Linked DNA regions of Ovis aries: region 2 is linked to region 1. A link is a contact called in public Hi-C data. All regions are on one chromosome and are shown on one strand. The core of a region is the stretch at or near the end of the contact, and the rest is flanking DNA. Distances in the headings are between cores, read along the strand shown. Region 1 has its middle 52 kb from the start of TRNAW-CCA. Region 2 overlaps LOC121819842 (a long non-coding RNA gene).

Region 1 (3,879 bases), core at 954-3,453:
GTCGTCTGGAGACCCTGTTACTATCCTCTGTCCCACTTTTTCATCATTGGGCTTATCCAATATCTTGATGATAATGTGTGCTGAAAATATCAGATAATGAATCCAGAGGCCTGGGTACTACTTGTGTTGTTTGCCCTGGGATTGCCAGGGTTCCACCTAGCATGCTTGCAGCTTTCTCTTCCAGAAAGTGTGGCTTTTCTTGCATGGTCTGGGGGTTGAGAATGGTGATGCTTTCTCGGCCTTCAAACGCTCTTTGGGCTCACCTATGCACGCTGCTGTTCAGTTTATGTGGATGCATAATGTAGGAATTCTCCATCCTGCCTCCTCGTGTTCACTCTTTCTAGCATATGTACTGAGCACCCATTACATTCTAGGTGCTGAGCTAGATCTGAAGGTGCCAAGATGAAAAAGTCATAGTCCTTCCTCCAAGGAGTCTAGTGGTATCAACCCAGCGAACATGCAGTTGCCACGGGAGTGGGGGGGGCTGTGGGACTTCCCCGAGAGCTCAGCAGTGAAGAATCTGCCAGGAATGCAGGCGACTCAGGAGACGCGGGTTTGATCTCTGGGTCGGGAAGGTCCCCTGGAAGAGGAAATGGCAACCACTCCAGTATTCTTGCCTGGAGAATCCCACGGACAGATGAGCCTGCCGGGCTACAATCCATACTGTCGCTAAGAGTCGGACACAACTGAGTGAGCGAGCATGCAGACATGCTGAGGGCTGTATTTGGCCTGGGTGCTGTGGGAACTCTATAGTACAGGTTCCTACTCAGTCTCGGGGTGGGGTGTGTGTGTGTGTGTGTGTGTGTGTGAAGGGAGGTGTTGAATCCTCATGGAAGGCAGGGGTTCTTCCGACAAGGTGGTGGGAGGAGGAGCGGGTGAGGGGCGGGCATTCCAGGTACAAGGCCCACAGGCCCAAGGGTTCTGTGGGCAGAGAGAAGAAACTGTAAGTATGTTCAGAGCATGTAAAGCATCAAGTGAGAAGGAAGTGCAGTTGAAGGTGTGAGGCAGAGCTCTGTGAGAGAGCCTGTCCTGAGGGCAGACTGGGGCCTCAAAACACCTAAACCCAGCAACAACCAAGAACTGGCTTTCTCACACCTGCCACCACACACAGGAGAGCAGGGAGGAAAGTTACCACAGCCACACCCCAGGGTGCTTTGGTGCCACAGATCTTCAGAAGAAGGTGGGTGTTGCTGGTGAAAGCAGTCTGGAGGTGGTAGGTACGTGCGTGTGTGGTGAATTCTCCTGTCTCAGCAGCATTTGAGGTGTGTTTTTCCCCTAGGTGGCCGTTATAGACGTTGCTACGCATCAAGGTCATGGCAGGATACTTGAGGTTCCTGCAGGCTGTGAGAGGGAGCGCACTGGTGGGGGCCTGGACCTCTGGTCTTCAGGTGGCACCATTCACTACCTTGAGTGACACGCTGGCAAGTTGAAAGCTTTTTCAGTTTCCGAAGAGCTGCTTTAGAATAAAGTGTTAGTCACTCAGTCGTGTCTGACTCTTTGTGACCCCATTGACTGTAGCCTACCAGGCTCCTCTGTCCATGGGATTTCCCAGGCAAGAATACTGGAGTGGGCTGCCATTTCCTTCTCCAGGGGATCTTCCCCACCCAGGGATTGAACTCTTGTCTCTTGCATCTCCTGCATTGCACCAGATTCTTTACTGTCTGAGCCACTGGAAAACCCGAAATAAAGTAAATCTGACAACAATTTCAGGAAACATTCTTCTCAGAAAGTCTATTTGGAAACCTAAAATTAGCACCAATAATCCAGAAAATAAGGTCCACTGATTTTCTAAAGTGCCTTCCTACCTTGCCCAGTCTCTTGGGTAGACAGCAGTCGTTCTGGGACTCTGTTCCCTTAACCAGTATCACCTGGGAACTCGCTAGAAATGCAAATTACTGGGCTGTACTCCAAACTTACTGAATCAGAAACTCTGGGGGCGGCACCCAGAAATCTTGTTTTTACGCTTCCCTCCAGGCGTTTCTGGTGATCGCTTAAGGTTGATAGCCACAGATACCGGGTAATTTAAATGAAAATTTGCTGCACCGGTAACGGGAAAAACGCACGCGCTCTTTTTTCAGCTCTACCAGCTGCAGCTTCGCAGTAGAATCAGGAGAGGGCGCCCACGGACCTGTCTTTGCCTCGCTCCTAGCAGAGCCTCTCGACCGGGTAAGCCCTGGAACAGCGACTTCTTTCTGATGCAGAAGTGAATGACAAATATACGGAAAAAAGACTTCAAAAGACTGTGGTATCAAAGTGGCAGTTAGAGAGAAGGCAGCGCTCAGAGGCGCAGCTGCAGAGGGCAGCGGAGGCGGCTACATCAGCATCCGAAAATTCCGGAAGCATCTCGAGTTGAAGCTTTTTTTTCCCCCCGGCAGCATTTCTTCGAGCCCTTTTCTTTGATACTCGTGAGATTTCCGACTTTCCTTTGTTCTTTGTATACCCCACCACCACCCTTCCCTACAGCTTAGGTTTTAGCGCCGGCAAGCTCCCCGGCCTGGCCTCAAAGGTGTTATATCTGCTTGTTGCAGAGCCATTTCTGTTCAGCACTGTTTCTGCAGCCCTTTGCGGGGTTCACGGCCAAGTGTGAGAGGGAATGCCCCTACCCCCACATGCCACTTCCTCATGCAGACCCGCCGCCTTTAGTCGGAGACCACTTTGATCTCCAGTTTTGCATTGGCGTCCCCGCCTGCCTTTCTTCTCCTGGAGTCCTCACTGTGTCTCTCACAGCACCACCCGGTTTTGAGGGAGAGGTGTGGCCAGCGCTAAACACAGCCCTGAACACTGGGGTGTAGTGAGGTAAGAAGAGAAGGCCTCCCTCCACGCTTCCCTTTGGCTCCCCTGGCACCTGCATAGCGATCCTTTACACTCCCATCAGGTGGTGTCAGGGAATGGTTTTCGCTTAACTATCCCCCAAAGAGAAATAGTTTATCTCCGGAAAAGAAGGCATTTGTCAGAGGCCTTATTATGGTGTTTGTGCTATTAAGTGGTTTAGAAACTTTTCTGAAACCCTGTCCTGTAAATCTCATCCCAACACAAAAGTTTGCATTTCCCAAAATAGTATAAAATTCAAAATAATGAGGCTTCATTCGTCTTTTTATAAGACAGTTTTTAAAGAGAAGTTTTAGATTTACAACAAAATTGAGAGGAAGATGCAGAAATTTCTCCCTTACCACCCTCCCACCCCCACCATAGCCTCTGATTATTAACATCACTCTCTAGAATGAAGTCCATAGTTTATCTTAGAGTTTACTTTTAGTGTTTTACATTCTATGAGTCTTGACAAATGTATAATGACATGTAATCTGACATTATAGTAGCCTACAGAATAGTTTCACTGCTCTAAAATCCTGTCTGTTCTGCCTATTCATCTCCCTCCTTCCCCACCCTTAGTAACCACTAATTTTTTTAATGTCTATAGTTCCACCTTGTCCAGAGTGTCATATAGTTGGAATCATACAGCATGTAACCTTTTCAGACTGGCTTCTTTCACTTTGAAATATGCATCTAAGATTCTCCCATGTCTTTGCTTGATTAGTTTTTAAATGTTCGAGGCATCTCCTACTTGTAGGGGAGCAAGGAAGATGATCATGTAGGAATTGGTGCTAGGAATAAAATGCCGATAGATGTAAGGGAGACAAATGTTCTAACTTTAAGAGTACTACGTGGGTACCACTTCTCAGTTTACCCTGAGGTACTCAAAATCTATTCTCAGCAGCAAATTCAAATGGAAAATGCCCTGCTGCTCCCTATGAGAGGAGGAAAGATGAGAAAAGGAAGGGCAAAATCTTTTAAGGCATGGTTCTGTGATGACAGATTTCAGGCAGTGAACTCATATGATGTTTTGCTCCCTCGGGCCAGGTTGCGCTTCGGTTTGCAGTG
Region 2 (3,879 bases), core at 792-3,291, 43 kb after region 1:
CTCTCAGTCTTCTTGGAGTTGAGTGTGACTGAGAAACTTCCAGTGTGTTCTTAGGGAGATACAGCTTGTCCTCTTTCTTTGCTTTTCCCTTTTTCTGATGGCTGCAAGGCAGATATGATGGTATGGCTCCTTGAGCTATAGAGTAAACGCAATACTCTAGGAATGGATGAGTGACATCTTAGAAGAAGCCTGGGTGTCCATGTGGGGAGCTCCTATCAGGGGAAACCAGTTTCCAAGAGGAAAAACTTCAACCTTGTTTAAGCCACTATTAGTATCTTCATCTTATTAAGCAATTAAAATCCCATGCTAAGAAGTAAAGCATTTTTGTCTTTGCTTTATGGTCTTACAGTTAAAACCTCATCTCCTGTAGATCATGGTGGTAACTGCCGTTTGTGTATGTGATAGTTGTTCAGTCATACTCGACTCTGCATCCTCATGGATAGTAGCTGCCAGATTCCTCTTCCGTGGAATTCTCCAAGCAAGAATACTGGAGTGGGTTGCCATTCTCTTCTCCAGGGGATTTTCGTGGCCCAGGGATGAAACCCAGGTCTCCAGCATTGCAGGCAGATTCTTTACCAGCTGAGTCACCAGGGACTCATAATTGCTGTTTGGATATGTAAATAAATAGAGCTGTATATTGAAAGGACATCCCTGGTAGCTCAGCTGGTAAAGAATCCGCCCGCAATGCAGGAGACCCTCGTTTGATTCCTGGGTGGGGAAGCTCCGCTGGAGAAGGGATAGGCTACCCACCCCAGTATTCTTGGGCTTCCTTGGTGGCTCAGCTAGTAAAGAATCTTCCTTCAATGTGGGAGACCTGGGTTCAATCCCTGTGTTGGAAAGATCTCTGGAGGAGGGAACGGCTATCCACTGCAGTTTTCTGGCCTGGAGAATTCCATGGACTATATAGTCTATGGGCTTGCAAAGAGTTGGATATGACTGAGTGACTTTCATTCATTTTATATTGAAAGTAGGCCTCCCAGGTGGTGCTAGTGTAAAGAATCTGTGGGTCAATGCAGGAGACAGGTTCGATCCCTGGGTTGGTAAGCTCTCCTGGAGAAGGAAATGACAACCGATTCCAGTATAGCTGCTTGGAAAATTCCACGTACAGAGGAGCTTGGCGGGCTAAAATCCATGGGGTTGCAAAGAGTCAGACACAACTGAGCACAGCATACACCACTGAAAGTAGATTAGCTTGATGGGCCCTGGAGTCTGGGCAAAGATCACCTAGTGAAGGAGCTGAGCATGCGGATAAGGAGAGGAAAGGGGAGCAAGCGTTTACTGATCATCTCCTATACACAGAGTACCATGCTTTGCATAGGACATCCCATGGTATCCCTGACTTAAGTACTGTTATTCCCACTTTGTATCTGAGGAAACTGAGTATTCAAAGGAGTATTTGGCTACTGACCAGTAAGGATGGAACTTGAGTTTAGCCACAGACCTGATCTCAAAGCCTGGAGTCTCTCTGCTGGGGAAGGAAATGGCATGAGCATTATGGATGTGATGAAATCTAGAGTGGGGACATCATGGGGAATCATCTGGGAGTCTTATTTATATGAAGGCCTCTTGGGGAAAATGGCACAAGTGACTTCTGACTCAAAGATGGACCTTAGGATGCTATACTCCCTCTAACAGGAAACTTGCTTTAAGTTTGGAGATTCAAGATATTGAACTCTGTCCTTAGGTTCTGATTCATGTTTCATGGAAAAGGGGCACTTTTAAAGTTAATGCGGGCTGATGAGTTTCAAGTATTCTCAAGCATTTCTTTGCCACCCCATGGACTGTAGCTCACCAGGCTCCTCTGTCCACAGAATTTTTCAGGCAAGAATACTGAAGTGTGTTTCCTCTTCCAGGGGATCTTCCCAACCCAGGGATCTAACCCGTGTCTTCTGGATCGGAAGGCACATTCTTTACCACTGCACCACCTGATATTCACCCTAAATCCAGGTGCAGGGAGAACCCTTCCTGCAACTCAGGTCTCTATTTTCTTAATCAGGGGCAGGGAAAAAGCTGCCGGAGAATAGTGCCACCATGTGGTAGAGAAGAGAATAGCAACAACTGAGAAAAAAGCCTGCCTCAGTTTGCTAGATACTTGGGAACTGTTGGGGAGAGGAGGCGACCTGGGAGAGAAAATAGCGTGGACCAGGCTCGTTTTCCCAGTATAGTGTCGAAGAGGGGTCAGGGTAGCCTGGGAAAGTGAGGATTATGTTGGGATGATTACTTTAGCCTTTGTGTGTGTGCTCAGTCGTGTCTGATTCTTTGTGATCCCTTTGTGACTGTAGCCCTTCAGACTCCTCTGTTCATGGAATTTCCCAGGCAAGAATATGGGAGTGGGTTGCCATTTCCTATTCCAGGGAATCTTCCTGAACTGAACCAGGGATTGAACCTGCATCTCTTGCCTCTCCTGCATTGGCAGGCAGCTTCTTTGTCACTGTGCCACGTGGGAAGCCTTTCAGTTCAGTTCAGTTCAGTCACTCAGTCGTGTCCGACTCTTTGCGACGCTATGGACCGCAGCACGCCAGGCTTCCCTGTCCATCACTAACTCCTGGAGTTCACTCAAACTCATGTTATTTCTAAACTGAGGAAAACCAGAAAAGATAGAAATTGTAGAAGCAAATTTTAGACAACCAAAATATCTTGAGTTGATTCTCCTTGGGTGAGACCCGTGGACCATAACCAACATTCTCCAGAGGCTCAGGAAGTTTAGGAGAGATTTGCCTTGAGTTAAGGGAGTAGAGAGGGCTTCCCAGTGACTCAGTAAAGAACCTACCTGCAATGCAGGAGACCCAGGTTCAATCCCTGGGTTGGGAGAAGGAAACAGCAACCCACTCCAATATTCTTGTCTGGGAAATCCCATGGACAGAGGAGCCTGGTGGGCTACATGGGGTCACAAAGAGTCGGACACAACTTAGTGACTAAACCACCACCACCCAGGGAAGTAGGGAGGGCAGAGATGAAGAAGGAAACTGCGCTAGAGCATCCGGTTCCAGGAGGCACAGTCCCTGGCTGCACTAGAAATGCATGCTCAGGGGCAGCTCCATCCCAGCTCCATCCCGGCCTGGCTTACAGCCCTGAAAAAATTCCCTAGATTGGAGGCAGAGATTAAAGAATTATTCTTCACTGAGTGTACTGAGCCTGTCTACAAGACTGAAACCATAATACGGTATCACCGGATCATTTGGGCCTTTTGCCTGCATTATCCCCACTAACTGCTCATTGTCTGATCATGACGATGAAAGATATGTTTTGTATTATGTATCTTTATACAAATTTATTTTTAAAAACTGACTTTGAATATATAACCCAACCCCAAACTGTGTACTTTCCATGCACATAGCTTCAAGGCTAGTCCTTTAGCCCCCTATTAAAGTAGATTGCTACCACTAAATCCCTTCTCTATGGAAATTCAGAAGCTGTCAGAAAGGCTTACATGCGATGCTGGAAGAGGAATAATTTCAATAGTGAATGAAAAGATAGTAACCTTAGAGAGAATTGCAAGGGTTTCTTGACTTCAGGCCCTTCTTGATCTGGCCCCAGGCTGGTACCCCAGAGATCTGGGGACCTGCCTGGGTGGAGGCTGTAAAAGGGCTGTGTCTTCCAAGCCCCTCCATAAAAGGAAGGGAGCAGACATGCCTGATGCAAGAATGCAGCATCATCATAAGAGGAAACTGTCCAAATAGGGGCAAGAGGATCACAAGAATATGAGGAGATGGAGGGATTAAGGAAGGGAACGTGCATCTGGGTCTTATTTCATGAGCTCTCCTAATTTCACCACTGCATTGCCATTGGATCCCAGGGTGCTGTAGTACACACCAGCATCTCAAATTTCAAGGTTGATTTAGTTCAGCTAAGGGCTTCCAGTAATAGAAATTTTAAGAG

The links. A called contact is a pair of places that touch in the nucleus more often than the background predicts.
Region 2: a contact with region 1 is called in a Hi-C map of hypothalamus, with 4 times the contacts expected there. The contact joins two enhancer-like sites. A contact is called at or near these places in 8 of 16 Hi-C or Micro-C datasets (blood, hypothalamus, liver and 4 more).

Annotation. Positions count from the first base shown.
Region 1 is chr1:78,671,793-78,675,671 of ARS-UI_Ramb_v3.0, forward strand. No RefSeq gene overlaps it. Among named protein-coding and RNA genes, the nearest start is that of TRNAW-CCA, 52 kb to the left of the region's middle. Within about 2 kb of position 2,204, at least 17 of the 54 cell types and tissues checked have an H3K27ac peak or open chromatin away from gene starts, as enhancers often do. A contact at or near this core is called in hypothalamus, where this site is marked.
Region 2 is chr1:78,715,055-78,718,933 of ARS-UI_Ramb_v3.0, forward strand. The region is part of intron 1 of LOC121819842 (a long non-coding RNA gene); the gene reads left to right. Among named protein-coding and RNA genes, the nearest start is that of TRNAW-CCA, 95 kb to the left of the region's middle. Within about 2 kb of position 2,042, at least 3 of the 54 cell types and tissues checked have an H3K27ac peak or open chromatin away from gene starts, as enhancers often do. A contact at or near this core is called in hypothalamus, where this site is marked.